Regions from separate parts of the Mus musculus genome. Here regions 2 and 3 are each linked to region 1. Evidence: chromatin contacts called from public Hi-C data. All regions are on one chromosome and are shown on one strand. The core of a region is the stretch at or near the end of the contact, and the rest is flanking DNA. Distances in the headings are between cores, read along the strand shown. Region 1 has its middle 32 kb from the start of Gm14268. Region 2 overlaps Sulf2 (sulfatase 2). Region 3 has its middle 4.3 kb from the start of Gm30536.

Region 1 (2,703 bases), core at 87-2,586:
GCAGACCACAAGGCTACCCGGCCCTGTCGCTGTGAGCTCTGCCTTGTTAGATAGATGGCTTGGTTCCTTGGCTCGCTGGTGCCCTTTGTGGGCAAAATAAAATAAAAGTTAGATGCCTATTCCAATAGCGTGAAGCTGCGTTTAGACAGTGTTCTCCGTAATGCTAGCTGTCAGGGTCATGGTCATGGTCATGGTCACTGCAGCATTCCCACGCACAAACCTGAGAATGGTGCTGCCTTAGACTCCATGATCATGATACCTGCCTCTCCTCTCCTCTCCTCTCCTCTCCTCTCCTCTCCTCTCCTCTCCTCTCCTCTCCTCTCCTCTCCTCTCCTCTCCTCTCCCCTCCTCTCCTCTCTTCTCTTTCTCTTTTTCATTAAAAATTATTTATTTGTTTGTTTGTTTGTTTATTGTATATGAGTACACTGTAGCTGTCTTCAGACACACCAGAAGAGGGCATCAGATCCCATTACAGATGGTTGTGAGCCACATGTGGTTGCTGGGAATTGAACTCAGGACCTCTGGAAGAACAGTCAGTGTGCTCTTAGCCGCTGAGCCATCTCTCCAGCCCCTGCCTCTCCTCTCATATGGCCACCTTAGAGGCCCCAGAAGACTCTTGGGGCTCTTTCCCCTGTCCCTTACTCTGGACACCTCTTGTCAGTGGCCCAACATGCTCTATTCCTTTGAAATACTGGCTTGCCCAGCATTAATGGAAACTCACTTATTGTCTCCACTTGACACTGGATGCCAGACGCCTCAGCCCCCTGAAATGTCTACTTTCACCCCCCCACCCCCAATTCGACCTCCACTGTCCCAGAGAATATCATCAGATGAGGGAGGCAGGCATCAGTCACAGGCTCAGAGTCCTGGCTTGCTCCTCACACCCTCCTTCCACTCCACCACTAGCAGTTATCCCTCCAAATCACTGAGATTTCTGTCAGAAAAGTCTCCTGGACAACAGCCTAGCTCCTTGTCCTGTTCCTGGGGAGGCTGGCTAGGTGGGTGTGTCTCTCCGTGAGGTCAAAGTGCAGATCCCTTGGTGGGAACCAACACAGTGACTGCTTGGGTAGGGTACGGTGGGACTGCGCCAAGGTCCTGGGCTGAGGGGACACAGCTTCTCTCTCCAGGTCCATCCAGGTCACAGCCGTGGCTGGAAGCAGCTTCAGGCTCTTGTGCTTGGAGGCCTGGAAGCACTTCACACGTGGTTCCAGATGACAGCCAGGCTCTGTGCCGTGAGGCTGTGCAAAAGTAAATGCACTCTAGGACGAGCCAGGCCACCCCACCCCCATGCACACTTCCCGTTCTGACATCTACCATGAGTTCCACCCTGATGAGTAGCCCTGGGCATCAAGTCAGGCCTGCTGTGAGAGGATGCTGTGTAACCCTGGCTGGCAGAGTCTGTGGCTACGTGGTGATGCCCACACAGCAGCCACGTCAGCTTCATGTTGGCTGGGTCCAGTTTTGAGTTTCAGAGTGCAGATCCACACTTCTGGCTCCCTCTACAGAGATCACACACTCAAAGCCAATCTCCCACGGAGTTTTTCCTGTGGTAAAGCCTCCTTCAGGAGGTGCGGGTTCCAAGTCACATTCGGCAGGGCTGAGCTCCTCCTGGCTGGCTTCTGCAGGGGCTGAGGGTGCAGCACCCCTTCTGCAGTTAAGTCTCTAGTCTGCTCTGGAAGCCACCTGCAGTGGTGATGTGCTACAGCAGCCTGGGTTTCTGCAGGTCAGATGTGTGCCGCAGGCCTGGCATCCTCTCTCCTCACTCCCTTCCAGGCACGTGGGATGCCTGTCACACAGCTTCCATCTCCCCTCAAGTCCAATAATGGATGCTTCTAGAACAAACTCCCAGCAGCCTCCTCCAGAAAGTCCTCCCACAGCCCCCCTCAGGCAACAGAGACAGATGACCACACAAGGAGGATGCATGTTGTTTTGAAGATGCTTCCAGCTCAGGCCTTTATGTCCTACTGTGGAATAAAGAAGGGGTGTCCAGAATCCAGGGACTCTCCTCTGGTCTACCCTACTCCCATTTACCCAGCACCAGCCTCCCCCACCCCCCACAATACAGATTATACCTAGAGCTGACCCCAGGACACCACTTCCCACGAATACATTGAAGTATGGGAAGCAGAGGACATACCAAGAAATATGGGCCAAGGGTTTCTGAACCTTCAACATCATTAGACCAACCACATTCACAGGGCCAGCCCAGAAGCCACAGGCCACCGCAGTGTATGAGACTCTGGCTGCTCCGGTCCTTCCCTGGCACTAGTTACTCACACAGAGCTGTCTCATCCTTAGCAGAGGTGCTGCCCAGGAGCCTCCCAGGGCAGGAATGGAGACAGCTTCCACCTGGCCATGTCTCCTGTCTACCGGAGGCAGGGACTCAGATGACAGGGAAAGCTGACCTGGAAGTCACATGTCAGCTGTTCCTCTTTCTAACTGTACCTTCACGGGTACCAGCTTCCCTGAGCCTCTGAGTCCTGAGGTGTGGAGCATGGGTAATGACATTCGCTCCATGGGATGTCATAGTAGTTAATGAGCTACTGTTGTAAAGCCCTTGAAACATAGCTAACACAGGTAGTTCCTGGAGCCATTCCTAGGTTTAGTCCTAGGGCACACTGGCTACTCTACAAAGCTGTCCTTGGATCTGTTCCAGAGGGACCCTGAGCACTGGGTTCTAAGGGTGGCAGAAAAGACAAGCAT
Region 2 (2,703 bases), core at 79-2,578, 230 kb before region 1:
CCGGGTTCCAGTAACTAACCTGAGGGCACAGCAGCCTCCCTGTATGCTTTCTTCAAGCCCGTTCACCCCTAGCAAAGACGCTAAACCCTCTGTGACTTGGCCAAACCCAAGATCACGTGACTATGTAAGAATGCCCACATCCCACGTGACTGCTGGGGCGTGGTCCTCAGGGGCTGCTCTTCATTTACTGTTTTATCCCTTTTTTGCCCTTTGACCTTTGCTTCCTGTTGCCAAGTACGTGGCAGTTCTGAAGCACAAGGTGGCCTCGAGGACAGATGTGACACAGAAGGGATGACAGAGTAGAAAGCTAGAGACATCTTGACACTACCACTCCAATTCTGGACCACCGGCCCCAGACATTTTTATGTGTCGAAGAAGCAATGCTAGGTTTCATTTTCCCAAGCAGCCAAGCCTAATTCTGACACACTTTCTAGAATTCAGACGAACCTGCCCCTCAACACCCTTGTCGACGAATAAAACTAGAAAACCCTCGCAGGAATGCACTTGGCAGTTTGAACCCAGGATGGGCCACTCCTGAGATAACCTGCATCCACACGCCTTCATTTCGCTGGTGAGTGGCAGCTGGAATGTTCAGAATGGATGTCGGTGGATGAAGCTGCCCTGAACTGCTGCCTGGAATCTGGGTGCATCTCCCTAGCTGCCTGCCATCTGGCCCCCGTGAGAGCCGAGGGTTTCCAACCCATCCCTTGGTTACCGGTCAGCAGGGGAGTGTAGTCTCCTCATCTGCCAGATGGAACGTGGAAAATGGGGCTGCCGGGTTCTCCTTTCCCGGGTCTGCTTTGCGCAGGATGTGGACGTCAGAGCTGGGGTCCTGAAGGCCTCAGTGTCCAGTAAGTGTACCCAGTAAGGTGCACAAAGCCTAGGAGCTGTACCTTGTCCCACTGTCCCCACTACATGCCTGAACCTCAGAAATCAAGGCTCACCCTCAGCTTCAGACTCCACCATGGCTGTCTGTGGAGTGGCTCCTCCCTTGGGGGCACTGAGCAACCCCATCACCTTTCCCCCACAGCTTTGCAGTCCCTGGAGATGTTCTCCACAGGTCTTACTTGTGACCTATCTGCCCATCTTTCCAGCTTTGCCTCTGAGCCTGCACCACTGCAATAGAGCACTGGCTGGGCTCCTCTTGTGCCTGGACAGCTGTAGACTCCGCACCTGCCTCACTGTACAGTCAGCCTCTTCTCCACCTAGTGAAATGGAAGTCAGACTGTTTCCCTTCTCTGACCCATGTATGCCTGACATCCACCCTCCCCAGAAAGTCAAGTCCTCTCCCTGGTTCAGCCTCAAGCCCTCACATGATGAACATCACCATCAGCACGCCTCAGACTTCCCATTTTCTGTGCCCTGGGTCACAGTGCTGCCACTCTGTCAGCCTGCATGCCTCTGGCCCTTTGCACCAACTATTACTGCTGCTTGAATGTGCTTCCTAGAATTCCTGTTAATAAGTTCCCTGGCCTTTCTTGATCCTGTGTCCCCTTTATCAATGAGATCATTATGGATAAAGTTTCACACGACCTCCCCACCCCCACAACTCCCTTCCCTCTTTGCTTGACTTCTGATCCTTTCTCACCACCTTCCCTGTCATATGCAGTTTTTTTTTTCCTCTCCTCCTCCTCCTTCTTCTTGTTTTGATTTTCCGAGACAGGGTTTCTCTGTGTAGCTCAGGCGGTCCTAGAAGTGACTCTGTAGCCCAGGCTATCTCGGAACGCAGAGATCTTCCTGCCTCCGTCTGCAAGTGCTGGGATTACAGGTGTGGACCGCCACTGCCCAGCTTTTAGTTTGTGTGTTTTGTCTTGGTTATTGACACACAGCTGTGCTAGACGCCCAGCGCTGCAGTAAAGATTCTGTTACTTTGTTGCTCTTTGCACATCAGTCAAGATTCTGTCTAGTTTGTTACTTTGTTGCTAGTTACCCTTCTCTAAGAACAAGTGCTCAGTGAATGAGGATGACGGAGCAAGTGAGGGTCGCATGGTTCATCATCCTGCAGCAGATGTGTGGGGAAACGCTGAACACCCCCTAACTTAACAGTCCCGGCTGCTTGTGTCCTCCAGAGCCAATGTCCAGTTTCCCTTGAGGGAAACCTGCCCAGCTCACCTCAATCCCAGGCTAGAGATTTCTGGGCTGTCTAATGGCCCTGCTGGCTGCACTGGCCTTTATACAGAAGTGCTTAGCAAGCTGTCTGAAGGCAGAGCCAGCTTGGAAGAAGGTAGAGATGAGGTCACACAGAGACCGGTGACATCTGGAGGAGGCCTTGGGACAGAGGGAGGGAGACAGAGACAGCGGGGTAGGCAGGGAGGATGCACGGGCCGGGCCAATGTCTCTCGGGCTGGGCCCCGGCCTGAAGCGAGGATGGAGAGACAGAGAGACAGACCCGGGGACGGCGAGACACACGGAAGCTGGGATGGTGCCTCTTGGTCGGATGCGGACTCGGGCTTGGTCCCCGGTGAGCAGAAGGATCTAAACGCACCTGAAACTCCAAGTACGCTTGAACTTCTCATTTCAATCCCCAGTAAGTTGCTGGTTCCAGTTCATCCAGCATTGCTTGGGCTGAGTTACAAGAAGTCACTTGTAACCAGGAGAGGCGAGACCTATGCTTGTCTGATTTTGTTTTCTTTTTGAGACAGTCTCATTATCTTCCAGGTTGGCCTGGAACTTGTGATCCTCTTGCCTCTACCTCCTGAGTGC
Region 3 (2,703 bases), core at 107-2,606, 170 kb before region 1:
TTTCATCCCAAGCACTTTCAAACGCTGAGCCATCTCCCAAGCTCTATGGAACTCTTGCCCCAACTATATACTTCAGTGTGTGTGTATGCATCTGTGTGTGAGTGTGTGTGTATGTGTGCATGTGTGCACATGTGTATATAGGTCTACCTACAGAGGCCAGAAGTGAGCCTCAGATTCCTTGAAGCTGGAGTGACAGGCTTTGGTAAGCCACTTGATGTGGGTCCTGGAACTCTGGACTCCTGTCTCCTGATAGAGCAGTGAGTGCCCTTAACTGCTGAGCCATCTCTCGAGCTTTGGCTTGGCTTTGTGTTCACCTTATTGATTGATAGTTTTAAAAACGTCCTTACTGCTTTGTCTTGACACAAAGGTGGTCTCATTCCACTCATCTTTTAAAGTCTCTGGTTGATGGTGGAAGCCTTCGCTCTGTGCCCCCCCACCCCGTGTTCTCCATCTTCTAGCGTCTCACGTGTGTGGGATCCCCTCAGACCTCAAGTGTCTGTGCACTCCTCTGTCGGCTTGTGAGGGCTTGTGGGATGGTGGGACGGACTGAAACAGTGAGGCTAGCCGGTTGTCAGTCTCAGTTACATCTATGAAGTCCCTTGTCCCATGTTAACTAATGTGACCGTGGGCAACGCCTCAGATGGCAGAGCTCCAAGGGACCCATCCAATGTTGAGGAGATAACCCAACTGGTAAAGAGTGAAAACATTGATCAGAAATTTCAGAGATGTGTGTGGCCACTGAGTCATAGAGACTCAGGCAAAGCCACCATGTGACAGACGACCTTCAAGAGCGACACAAACATCAGAGGTTTTCTGTGTACCCGAAGACACCTTGTATCATGGCGGTTCTTCAAGGCGCACCAACATTATGAGCCAACAGTTTCAGCCTTTGGGGGCTAAGCCCTTAGTCTATAGCCGTACCAACCCAAATGCTCCTGATCTCAGAAGCTAAGCAGGGTCGGCCTGGGTAGTCCTTGGATGGGAGAAAGCTGACTGAACTTACTGTTGGACCTGGCAACCTCCAGAAGAGTAAAACAGCCTCATTCAGGGTAGGCTCAGCTCGAGCCATGACGATGCCCATCAACACGGAGAATGGATAGTCACCGAGAACGAGGCTGCCAACTGCGACAAAAGGATAAGGTTGCTGAGGACATCATTGTGCACAGATCCCAAGAGTATTATGCTAAGTGAAGAAGCCAGACACAGTGTAACCGCTACACTTGCGTGTGATCCTAGAACATTCACAATTCAAGCCACGCTGACAGATAGTGGTTTGCAGGGGCCGGGAAGACGGGCAGGAGGGGATTGTGTTTTCTCTGGTGATGTCGTCTTTTAGATGGTGACTGTCACAGTGGTTATGAGGTTTCCTACACTTGTCAAAACTCATCAAAACGCTCACTTAAAGTCGCTGACTTCCACTGTCTGCAATTAACTTCCCATAAAGCTTATTTTTAAAAGCAGCATTATGTCACTAACATTAATGGCAAATCACCGCTCACTGCCAAAATAGCAGGCAACTGTAAAAACAAATACATATATTTTAAAAGGGTCGGAAAGGAAAACAGACAGCCCAGCTGTCATGAGTGTCTGTGCCCCAGTTTGTTTTTGTGTGCTCCAAGACTCCAGCCGGGGGGGCAGGGTCACATCTGCAGAGCCTTCCCACCACACAGTAGACCACCGGAGCTGTGCTGGGGACCACAAGGAGGGAGGTATTTTGAGTGGACATAACGTAGCATCGGTTTGGTGCAGGAAAGCTGTGGTATTACTCCATGACCATGCCAGCTACGTCAGCAGATAACCAGGAGCTGTGTTTAGTGAGAAGTGTTTCATATCTCCGGGACTTAGCACATGTGTCTCCCTAGCTGAGATTGCTTCTCCTTCATATCTAAGATAGCCAATACCTTCTTATCCTTAAGGGTGCTGTCGTCTCAGTTTCAAAGTATCCCCTCAGATGGGCCTTTTCTGACAGCCCCCCAGCTTTTGTAGCAAGGCTGCTCTTCAGTCAGTTTCTCTCTGCGTCAGCTCCTGTTCATTCTTTTCAAGGCATTTAAATAAGTAGCTTGGTGGCTGAGTGAATTTCTTGCATGTACTTGTCCCGTGTTTCGGACTGACCAGAGGCCCCAGCAGGTTAGAGGCAGGCAGGTCTAGACTGCCCAGTGTGGTTTCCCCAGAGCCCGCAGGGGACCTGTCACCTGGCAGGCTGCTTCAGTTTTCCTTGGCTGCACAATAAATTACCGTGAACTTGGCATGTGTGGTGCCTGTGGATCAGGACGAGAGGTCTGATTTAGCCAGGCCCCCAGGTCAGAGTCTCGAAGGCTTCAATCAAAGGGCTGTGGAGACGGCCCAGTGGGTAAAGCGTTTGCTGTGTAAGTGTGTGGACCTGAGTGGACCTGAGTTTGGTCAAGGCTGGCCTTGACCATGTGAGCCTGTGGTCCTGGCACTGGAGAGGCAGAGACAGGCAGAGCCCAGAGCCTCGCTGGTGGGACCATCTAGCCCAAACAGTGAGCTTCAGGCTCAGTGAAGGACCCCTGTCTCTATAATGTGGACAATGACAGAAGAAGACACTCAGACAGACCTCTGGCCTCCTTGTGTGCATGTGTACGTGAACACATCTGCTCACATGTGCGCGCACACACACAAACCATGTGTACATACACAAAGATTGCAGGTAAGACGTGGCATGATGCTTTCCCACATTTCCAG

What was found. A called contact is a pair of places that touch in the nucleus more often than the background predicts.
Region 2: a contact with region 1 is called in a Hi-C map of bone marrow-derived macrophages, with 36 read pairs. The contact joins two enhancer-like sites. A contact is called at or near these places in 4 of 484 Hi-C or Micro-C datasets (bone marrow-derived macrophages, embryonic stem cells, epidermal suprabasal cells and 1 more) and 4 of 115 datasets of contacts at active chromatin or transcription factors (SST interneurons, differentiating embryonic stem cells, embryonic basal ganglia and 1 more).
Region 3: a contact with region 1 is called in a Hi-C map of bone marrow-derived macrophages, with 37 read pairs. The contact joins two enhancer-like sites. A contact is called at or near these places in 9 of 484 Hi-C or Micro-C datasets (bone marrow-derived macrophages, embryonic stem cells, morula and 1 more), 6 of 115 datasets of contacts at active chromatin or transcription factors (differentiating embryonic stem cells, embryonic basal ganglia, embryonic stem cells and 1 more) and 1 of 9 other capture datasets (bone marrow-derived macrophages).

Annotation. Positions count from the first base shown.
Region 1 is chr2:166,356,710-166,359,412 of GRCm38.p6, forward strand. No RefSeq gene overlaps it. Among named protein-coding and RNA genes, the nearest start is that of Gm14268, 32 kb to the right of the region's middle. Within about 2 kb of position 1,337, at least 55 of the 459 cell types and tissues checked have an H3K27ac peak or open chromatin away from gene starts, as enhancers often do. A contact at or near this core is called in bone marrow-derived macrophages, where this site is marked.
Region 2 is chr2:166,125,968-166,128,670 of GRCm38.p6, forward strand. The region is part of intron 2 of Sulf2 (sulfatase 2); the gene reads right to left. Among named protein-coding and RNA genes, the nearest start is that of Gm52534, 7.1 kb to the left of the region's middle. Within about 2 kb of position 1,329, at least 15 of the 459 cell types and tissues checked have an H3K27ac peak or open chromatin away from gene starts, as enhancers often do. A contact at or near this core is called in bone marrow-derived macrophages, where this site is marked.
Region 3 is chr2:166,188,790-166,191,492 of GRCm38.p6, forward strand. No RefSeq gene overlaps it. Among named protein-coding and RNA genes, the nearest start is that of Gm30536, 4.3 kb to the right of the region's middle. Within about 2 kb of position 1,357, at least 7 of the 459 cell types and tissues checked have an H3K27ac peak or open chromatin away from gene starts, as enhancers often do. A contact at or near this core is called in bone marrow-derived macrophages, where this site is marked.